2 separate regions of the Gossypium hirsutum genome follow, and region 1 is linked to region 2. Evidence: chromatin contacts called from public Hi-C data. All regions are on one chromosome and are shown on one strand. The core of a region is the stretch at or near the end of the contact, and the rest is flanking DNA. Distances in the headings are between cores, read along the strand shown.

Region 1 (3,999 bases), core at 218-2,717, 290 kb after region 2:
ATCAGTTGGCCAAATCTTTTACTATGATATATCTAAAAAACTGGACCTCACAACCACCAATTATAAAACAACATTATCACATCAACCAGTCGAAAGTAGCAATACTTGTGCTTCCCATGGCTTCTTCTTCTTCTTAGTGCTTTCTTTCTTATTCACTGTTACATCCAAATAGGCCAAGCATATATATAAAATAGATTTTATAACTACAGGCTAAAAACAAGAGAAGCAACTTAAAAGCAAATAATGCAACTGAAAGCAGAAACCAACATAGCTTTTCAAACAATTGAGAATAGTAGAACAACAAATCAACCTAAAACGTCGAAATAGCCAAAACCTAGAACCTGTTCACTTAAAAGATTACAACTCAATTTCCCTTCATGTAAACATGCTATAAGCCTAGGTAACACAGATGAATATATCAGTAATCACACAAAAACTTCCCATTCAGATGATATATAGAGATACCTTGGGTCTACTTGAAATTTTCTATCAAATTCCATTTGCAAATAATACCCACCAGCACACAAACAATCCCAACTAAGTTCATCGATGAGCTCCATTCAAAACTATTTTAAAGAATATCTACCCAATCCTTACTGATGAATGCAAACACCTAGCAGTATGAAAAAGAAAACATCTATGCATACACGAATCATGACAATCTCCAGTATGATCATGAAACCCAAAACAGCACAATACAAAATGCAAAAAATTGGAGGGAAAAACAACTAAACCCTAATACTGAATTACAAACATAGAACATTAAAATTTGATACAGCGAGAAGTTCCCCCTTCTTAGACAGTCTTAGCTTAAAATTGTCAAAAGAGAAACAGAGAAAAACGAATAAATTGTCAAAAGAGAAAAGCGAACACTATCAGCTTCAGTAAATAACAAAATTGAAGAAATCAAACAGATGAAACCTAGAAAATGAGAATAAAAACGGATTAAGAACTAAATCATTCCAAGAATATTCGTTATGAACAATGTAAATGTCAGATGAAATCTTGATTGCAGTGGTTGTTGAATCAATCACTAAAAGAAAAGGAAAGTAGCAAAAGATAGATCGATTAGTACTTTTTTAGAGATGATTTTCAATAAGACGAAGCTAACAAAAAGCAAAGAGAGCTCTACTCAAAATCGGAAATGAGAGCCAAATATAAATCACAAAGCGATAGAGTAGATACAGTTAAGTACTGAGAAGATCGCCACGAAAAATCATTACGATGTCAGCGGCAACGGTGAGAGTGAGAGAGACTTTAAGCCGAAAAATAGATTGAAGAGGAAGAGAGCTGCACTCCGGTGGTATCAGTTGGCCCGAGGGACGTCGGCGATGGCTGACTGGATAGTGGAGTAAAGGCGGCCTCTAGAGCAAATGGAGGAGAGTAAAGAGTCAAAAATAATAAAGGAACCAAAACCCATCTGGGACCTTCGCGTGAAAAAGAGCGGAAGGGAAAAGGAGAAATTTTCTCTTCAGTCCCTGTCACTTTTTGGGTAAACTATTTTTTAACTTTTCCTTTTACATATTTAAAATTGAATCGTTTTAATTTTCATATTTCAAATTTTAAATCAACTTGCTAAATAACGCAAAAAATAAAAATAAAAATAAAAGCAATGATTCATATGCTTCTTAATAATAAATAAGCATTGAAGCTATTAACATAATTAAGGATGACGTTTACGGAAACTCTAGTTTTGGAAAGAAAAATCTATACGGTATTGAAGCTTCTTACCCACGGGATTATTCTACATATCTCTAGAGAGGACAATAAACTTGCAGACAAGATCATTAAGGCAGTAAAGGATAGAAGAACCGATTTACGGTTGATAAAGGAGTCCACACAGATGTCTTTTGTTTAGTGTTTGATTTTTAAGTTGTTTTGTTTTTTCACAAAAAAAAGGACATGATATTTTATTTATATTATAAAATTTACGGTTAAATATTAATTATTACAAATATTTGTAAATATTATTTTAATATAATTTTATTATAAGTATAAAAATAATTCATAAGTTATATAATGCATTCAAAAAATAGTAAGATATTAATTAATAATACAAAAATAATAATTACTTTTAATTTAAGGTTAAATTTGTCAATTTTTGTTTATTTTTAACCTATTTTATGATATTATTTTACTTAAAGTAATAATATTACATGTCTGTCCGATTCAATCAACTAAATAACATAATATTTTATTATCTCTCCATTATTTCATTAAACTATAATTATTTCATTCTTGCTCAATTCTATTACAATCAACCAAACATATATTAAGATTTATGAATTTTGGTTAAAGCAATGCAAATTTACTATGATAATCAATTCGCCGTTGTAATTGTGAAGAACTTTGTCTTTTATGGAAAGACAAAACATTTCAAGATTAAGTATCATTTTGTGAGAGAAGTTGAACAGAGCGAAGAAGTAATTTTAATTCATTGTTGCACAGAGAATCAACTGACGAACATTCTGACCAAGCCTCTTGGAAAAACGAAGTTTGAGAAATGAAATTGGTGTTCGCTGTATGGAGGCTAAGGAGGAGTATTGTGAGATAGCCATCCATGCAACAACTCTCTCAATTGACGAGATACAAATGTGCAAACCAAAAGTGCAAACCAAAAATGTAAACCAAAGTGACGGACAAGCCAAAGAATAAGCCAAAGTGGCGAACAAACCAAAAGACAAGCTAAAGTACTACAAGAAAAATGGTGGACTGTCAACTGATGAACTATTTGACGAACAACTATTGACAGACTATCCCAAAGCTTATGATACAAGTTAGCAAGTTGTCAACTTGTTAGAAAAAGTTGTCAAATTATAACTTGCTAGAAAAAGTTGTCAAATTATTTATCTTCATTTTGATAGGATAATTTAAGCGCTGACTAGATAGAAATCAGCCAATGGAGTAAATCTCATGTACTTAAACTTGTCAACTTCTAGTTGGAAAATTTTCCTATTTAAAGTCATCTTTGTATGTAAATTATGTATTGAAAAATTGAAAAATATAGCAAATCACATTTCATTGCTAAAATTTGATCTGTCCATCTTCTCTTTCTTAGACTAAAAAACCAACAGGGAGGATGTTGTGGCCAATCTGGTTGAACCAATACCCAAAGTTGGAACAATGGCAACCAAGAATGCAATCCAAACATAAGAAAGAACTTAATCAATATAAACAATGTTATAGCCCAATTTTGCCCCATTTACAACTTCAACCCGAATGGCCCATTTACATTTTACAAAACCCATTTAAACCAAACACCTACCCAAAATACCTAAAACCCTTACAAACCAAAACCCCAACAGCAACCCACACTTAAACCCCAACCTTTCAGCCCAAATACATTACAACTAAACCCACAAAACCCAAACTCGTTTACAACATTTTAAACCCAAACATCAGCCCAACTATCCAAAAGCCCAAAACCTAAAATTAACCTAGCCCATTAGACAAACTAGGGTTTCAGAAAAGCTGAAACCCTAGCCACCTTGTCCCATTCGGCCACTTGCCTCTGCCACCACCTGCTCACTGCAGCACCGGCCACCAACTCGAGTCACCTCCACCGCCACAGCACCTGCAAGCAATTAAAACGAAAAGACAGAAAGTAGAAAGAGATTTTTGTACAATGGCTATAAAAGCTGATTTTAAACTTTGTAAAAGGGTCGGTTGTTTTTATCAATACAAAGCAGTAAATTTCTAGAGTACAAAAACAGTCTTCACAATATCAAAAACCAGATTCAAGCACATAAACAAGGCAACAAATAGCGAACACGAAAGGTTGTTGATTTTGTTTTATTCCTTTCTTTGAAACTACGCATATATTCATACATATTTTATTTTTATTTGTGTTCTATGTATATATATAATATATATTAATAAGTTTTTTTTAAAAAAGAAAAAAGCGAAAAAACTAAAATTTTTACCTTTTTCGAAAATTTGGCCACCGTGTACGGTGGCCGGCGACGGTGGCGCATGGCTGAGGTACGGCGCCAGAGTCTC
Region 2 (3,900 bases), core at 506-3,005:
AGTCATGATATCATAACATAAGCCTTTATAGCTGCATTTAATGCTCGAGTAAATGTCTTCAACGGCTCAATTTTTTCTCTAACTGCTCCAAACGACTAGATTTCATTGAGAATGTACAAATAGAGTTTAAGAACATCAAGAAGCAGACAAGAAACAAGTTTACAAAGTTCATTGTGTAAAAATCTAATCTTTTATTTGTAATTCTCATCTTACGTACCCTTGTACACACTTGAGGTTTCATTCTCATTCATTATTTTAAATGTTTTAATTTATTTGAGTAAGCTTGAATAATTGTATATCAACCTTTAAGAGGTATTCCTTGTTTCAATTTCATTTCTCAAATTAGTGAGAGATTACTTGAAGTTCTGGGTAGACAACTTTAAAAAGAAAGTGACTTTATCTTATCTACTTAAAAGATAGTGTTATAAAGGTTAAGCATTATCCTTAAAAGGCTTGAAATTAGTGAACTTAGGAAATTTTTAATTGTAAAAAGTTAAGCTAGTAGATGTAGACAATTGGAGTCGAACTGCTCTAAATCATTGTGTCAATTTTTATTTGCCATCTTTCCCCAAATTTTTAATCACCAATTCAACTCTCCTCTTAGTGCATTTGTGCTTTATAATTAGTTAAGCTCCTCAAAAAAAAAGGACCTAATTAAGCTCTTAGATATTAAAAATCCATTAATTAAGCTCTTTCACCAATGATTTTTGCCATTGACTATAAAGGAAAAAAATGTATGGGCCAAATAGATAAAAATTAAAAATTTTAGAGCTAAATTTTTTGTTATGCCTAATTTTAAAATAGAGCTAACGTATACTATTCTTAAAATATTACCATTGGTAAAGATATGATTATCTGAATTTTTTATGTAAAAGGAAATTCTAAAAAAGTTAGTGGTAAGAAAGGGAAATAGAGAAAAATGTAGGGGCTTTAGGTTAAATTTGACATTTGAGATGTACTGGCATCAGTTACGGGCCCAAACTAGATTCCCGGCCAATGGAGTAGCGGAAATCCGGCAACGTGGCTTAAATGGTCATTTTACTCAACCAATTACGGTAGAGATCGTTAACGCTCCTTTATAAAGGAAATGATTTCACGCGCCATTTAAAGAAATAAAATAGTTATTAGCTTAAAGTCATATATAATAATAATAATAAATATATAAATATAGATTTATAAATTTCATTCAAACACGTATTTCCTATAAATTTCTTTTGCTCTAAAGAAGGAAAAAAAAAGTCATTTACAAAATATTATACTCATCAAAAATTTTATGTTAATATTTATTTTCCAATAAATTATGCATGATTAATAAATCAAATAAACACATCATTGAAAATTAATGTAAATTTTATATAAAAATAGAAAATGTATGTATTTTCAATTTTAATTTTTTTTAAAATTTGAGTTACTGAATGTGTATTAACTTGTATATTATTGTGTATTAAATATAAATAGTAAAAGTATTACAAAGATCCTTGTACTAGTATCACGAGGTCTGACACTAAAATTTAGATTGTATTTTGTTATCTCTATTTTAAAAATAAACAAATTAGTTTTTATACATTAAATTAAAAAATAAATTGATTATTTTTTATAATTATATGTCAAAATAAGATGCAATTACACCACGTGTAGCTATCTAATTTTTCTATCGGTCACAAGTTTTTAACAAATAAGGTGTAAAGATAAATTTACTCTTTTTTTTTAGTAAAAGTTAAAATATGCAAACAAAATTTCTTTGTTGAAATGCACGCTCCATTAGTGAGAGTGGGGTTTTATAGCCATCTGGAAAGATCAGCGTGCCAGTGTTTATGTTGGTTAGTTGTCTCTATCTCTCTTTCCCCTTCTTTCCCATGCTTAAGCTCTTAATCATCTGATTCTTCATCATCAACAACTAAAAGACAGGTATGTAAATGTATCATAATTTTTATAAAGCTTCAATCTTTTCTCAATTTTCCTTCTTTTCTAGCAAATTCAGTGATACCCAGTTCTTTTTTTCGCCTTATTTGATCAGTTTTTCCTTTACTTTCTTGAATGCATTAAGGGTTTTAATGAATTCAGTTTTCCTTTTTTTTTACTCTCTCAGGTTTTCACTAAGTTTAACTTCTTTCAAGAATCTCAATGAATACATGCTTGCCAAATAATTAGTGTCAAGCTGACCTTTAATTGATATTTGGTGGACAAAGTTGGTTCTATCACTCATTAATTGCCCCCATTGTTGATAACCCATGGTATTTTTTTCTTTCATCAAGCGTAAAGGAAGCTTGAAAATGGATTTTTTTTTTATAGTTAGGTATTTATCAGCATTCTTTATTGTAGGTTGAACCCTTTTTTGAACTTTAGCCAAAAGTTCGATAATCTTGCTTAAAGTTTACATTGTTTACAATGAAAGCCAATTTAAAGTTTTCACTTTGTAGGATTATATGGGCTATGGCTGTCCCTAAAACTCATCCCCTTTATTACTTTTGACTTGAACTAAGATTTATTGGGGTGTATTCAAGCAGATCTTGGAGTCGATTAAGGCATCTTGCTTGGGATTACTGAGTTTGGTAAAATAGCTTTGGCATCTTTAATTATGTTAATGTTGAAATAAGGCTAATCAATGCTAGAAAATCAGCAACCATATTAGTATTTTTCATTTGATTTTAGAAGAACCCATGAATTTTTGGTTTTCATTTTATACCAAGGAAACGATCTATCGATGAGAGAGCTTGGCTGTTAGGACCACTGAGAACTGTTTACCTCAAAATCATCCATAAGTATCCTTGTACCTTGGGATTGCTGTGGTTTCGGAATTATAAAGTATTGAATGAACGATGATGATATCTGCATTATCAAGCTACTTCTATGTGTGCTTCTAAAATTTTATTTAAATACCTTTAAATAGGTTCTTTTTTGGCTGATTTTTATCTCAGTTTAAGACAATGTACCCTGGAGGTTACACGGCTGAAATTACGAGCTTATCTCCAAGAGCTACCGAGAAGGATCTTTGTGACTTTTTCGCATACTGTGGTGCAATTGAGCATATTGAAATTATCAGGTATATATTGCTTCTCTGTTTCTGGTTTTGGACTAAACCCCAAAAATCACTCTCTATGATGGTGTATGTTCATGATTTTTTTCATATTTGTTGTGCATTTGCAAATTTGTTGTCGAGGGGGGAAAAGAGTCAAAAGCTACAAAATCTTTTGCTTGAAATGATTTCTTGTTAGATAATTGGTAATCTCAATCTCGGTTTTTGTGGAAAATCAATGTTTTTGAGCAGAATTTCTCTCATCCGTACAAATGTACTTAGCAGCAAGTTCCTTTATGGTGACAAGTTTCTTGAATCAAGGAAGATTTTACGTTCAAGTTGTTTAATTTTACTTATTGTTTTCAACTCCTTTAGGAAAAATGTCAAAAGCGAGGGCTCTTTTTGTCTGAAATGCTTTCTTGTTTGGTACTTGATATTTCTGATCTTATTAATGAATCTGCACGGTTATACGAATATGATTCTTAATTCTGTACGAATTTACTGCAAGTTCTATTTTTCCTTGCTTGTGACATATTTCTTGAGCTAATGAGTGTTTACAAATTTACTGGTTCTTTGAGGACTAAAAGAAAAAGACAAAAGCTAAGAAGTCTTTTGTCTGAAATGATTTCTTGTTTCTTGTTTGTTTATGGAAAATCAATGTTTTTTTTTATGATCAAGCTGTTTAATTTTACTTATTGTACTTATTTTAGGAAAAGTCAGAAGCAAGAGTTCTTTTGTGTGAAATGCTTTATTATGAGATACTTGGTATCTCCGATCTGATTAAATGCGGACATAAGTCTCTTTAACAGCATCTGCTTAGATACATGCATCTGATTCCGGTAAAAGTATCGTAGAGGCTTTTGTATTAGGAGTTGAATTGCATT

The links. Hi-C and Micro-C count contacts between places; a contact is called where the count stands out from the background.
Region 1: a Hi-C map of leaf shows a contact between it and region 2, with 2.1 times the contacts expected there. The contact joins the promoter of LOC107888626 here to the promoter of LOC107888621 in region 2. A contact is called at or near these places in 3 of 34 Hi-C or Micro-C datasets (hypocotyl and leaf).

Annotation. Positions count from the first base shown.
Region 1 is chrA09:6,196,398-6,200,396 of Gossypium_hirsutum_v2.1, forward strand. It overlaps LOC107888626, which reads right to left and starts at 1,468. Exons shown (of 4, transcript XR_005901535.1): 1 at 1,224-1,468; 2 at 1-155.
Region 2 is chrA09:5,906,380-5,910,279 of Gossypium_hirsutum_v2.1, forward strand. LOC107888621 (binding partner of ACD11 1) reads left to right here and starts at 1,756. Exons shown (of 5, transcript XM_016812789.2): 1 at 1,756-1,908; 2 at 2,919-3,043. The coding sequence starts at 2,928.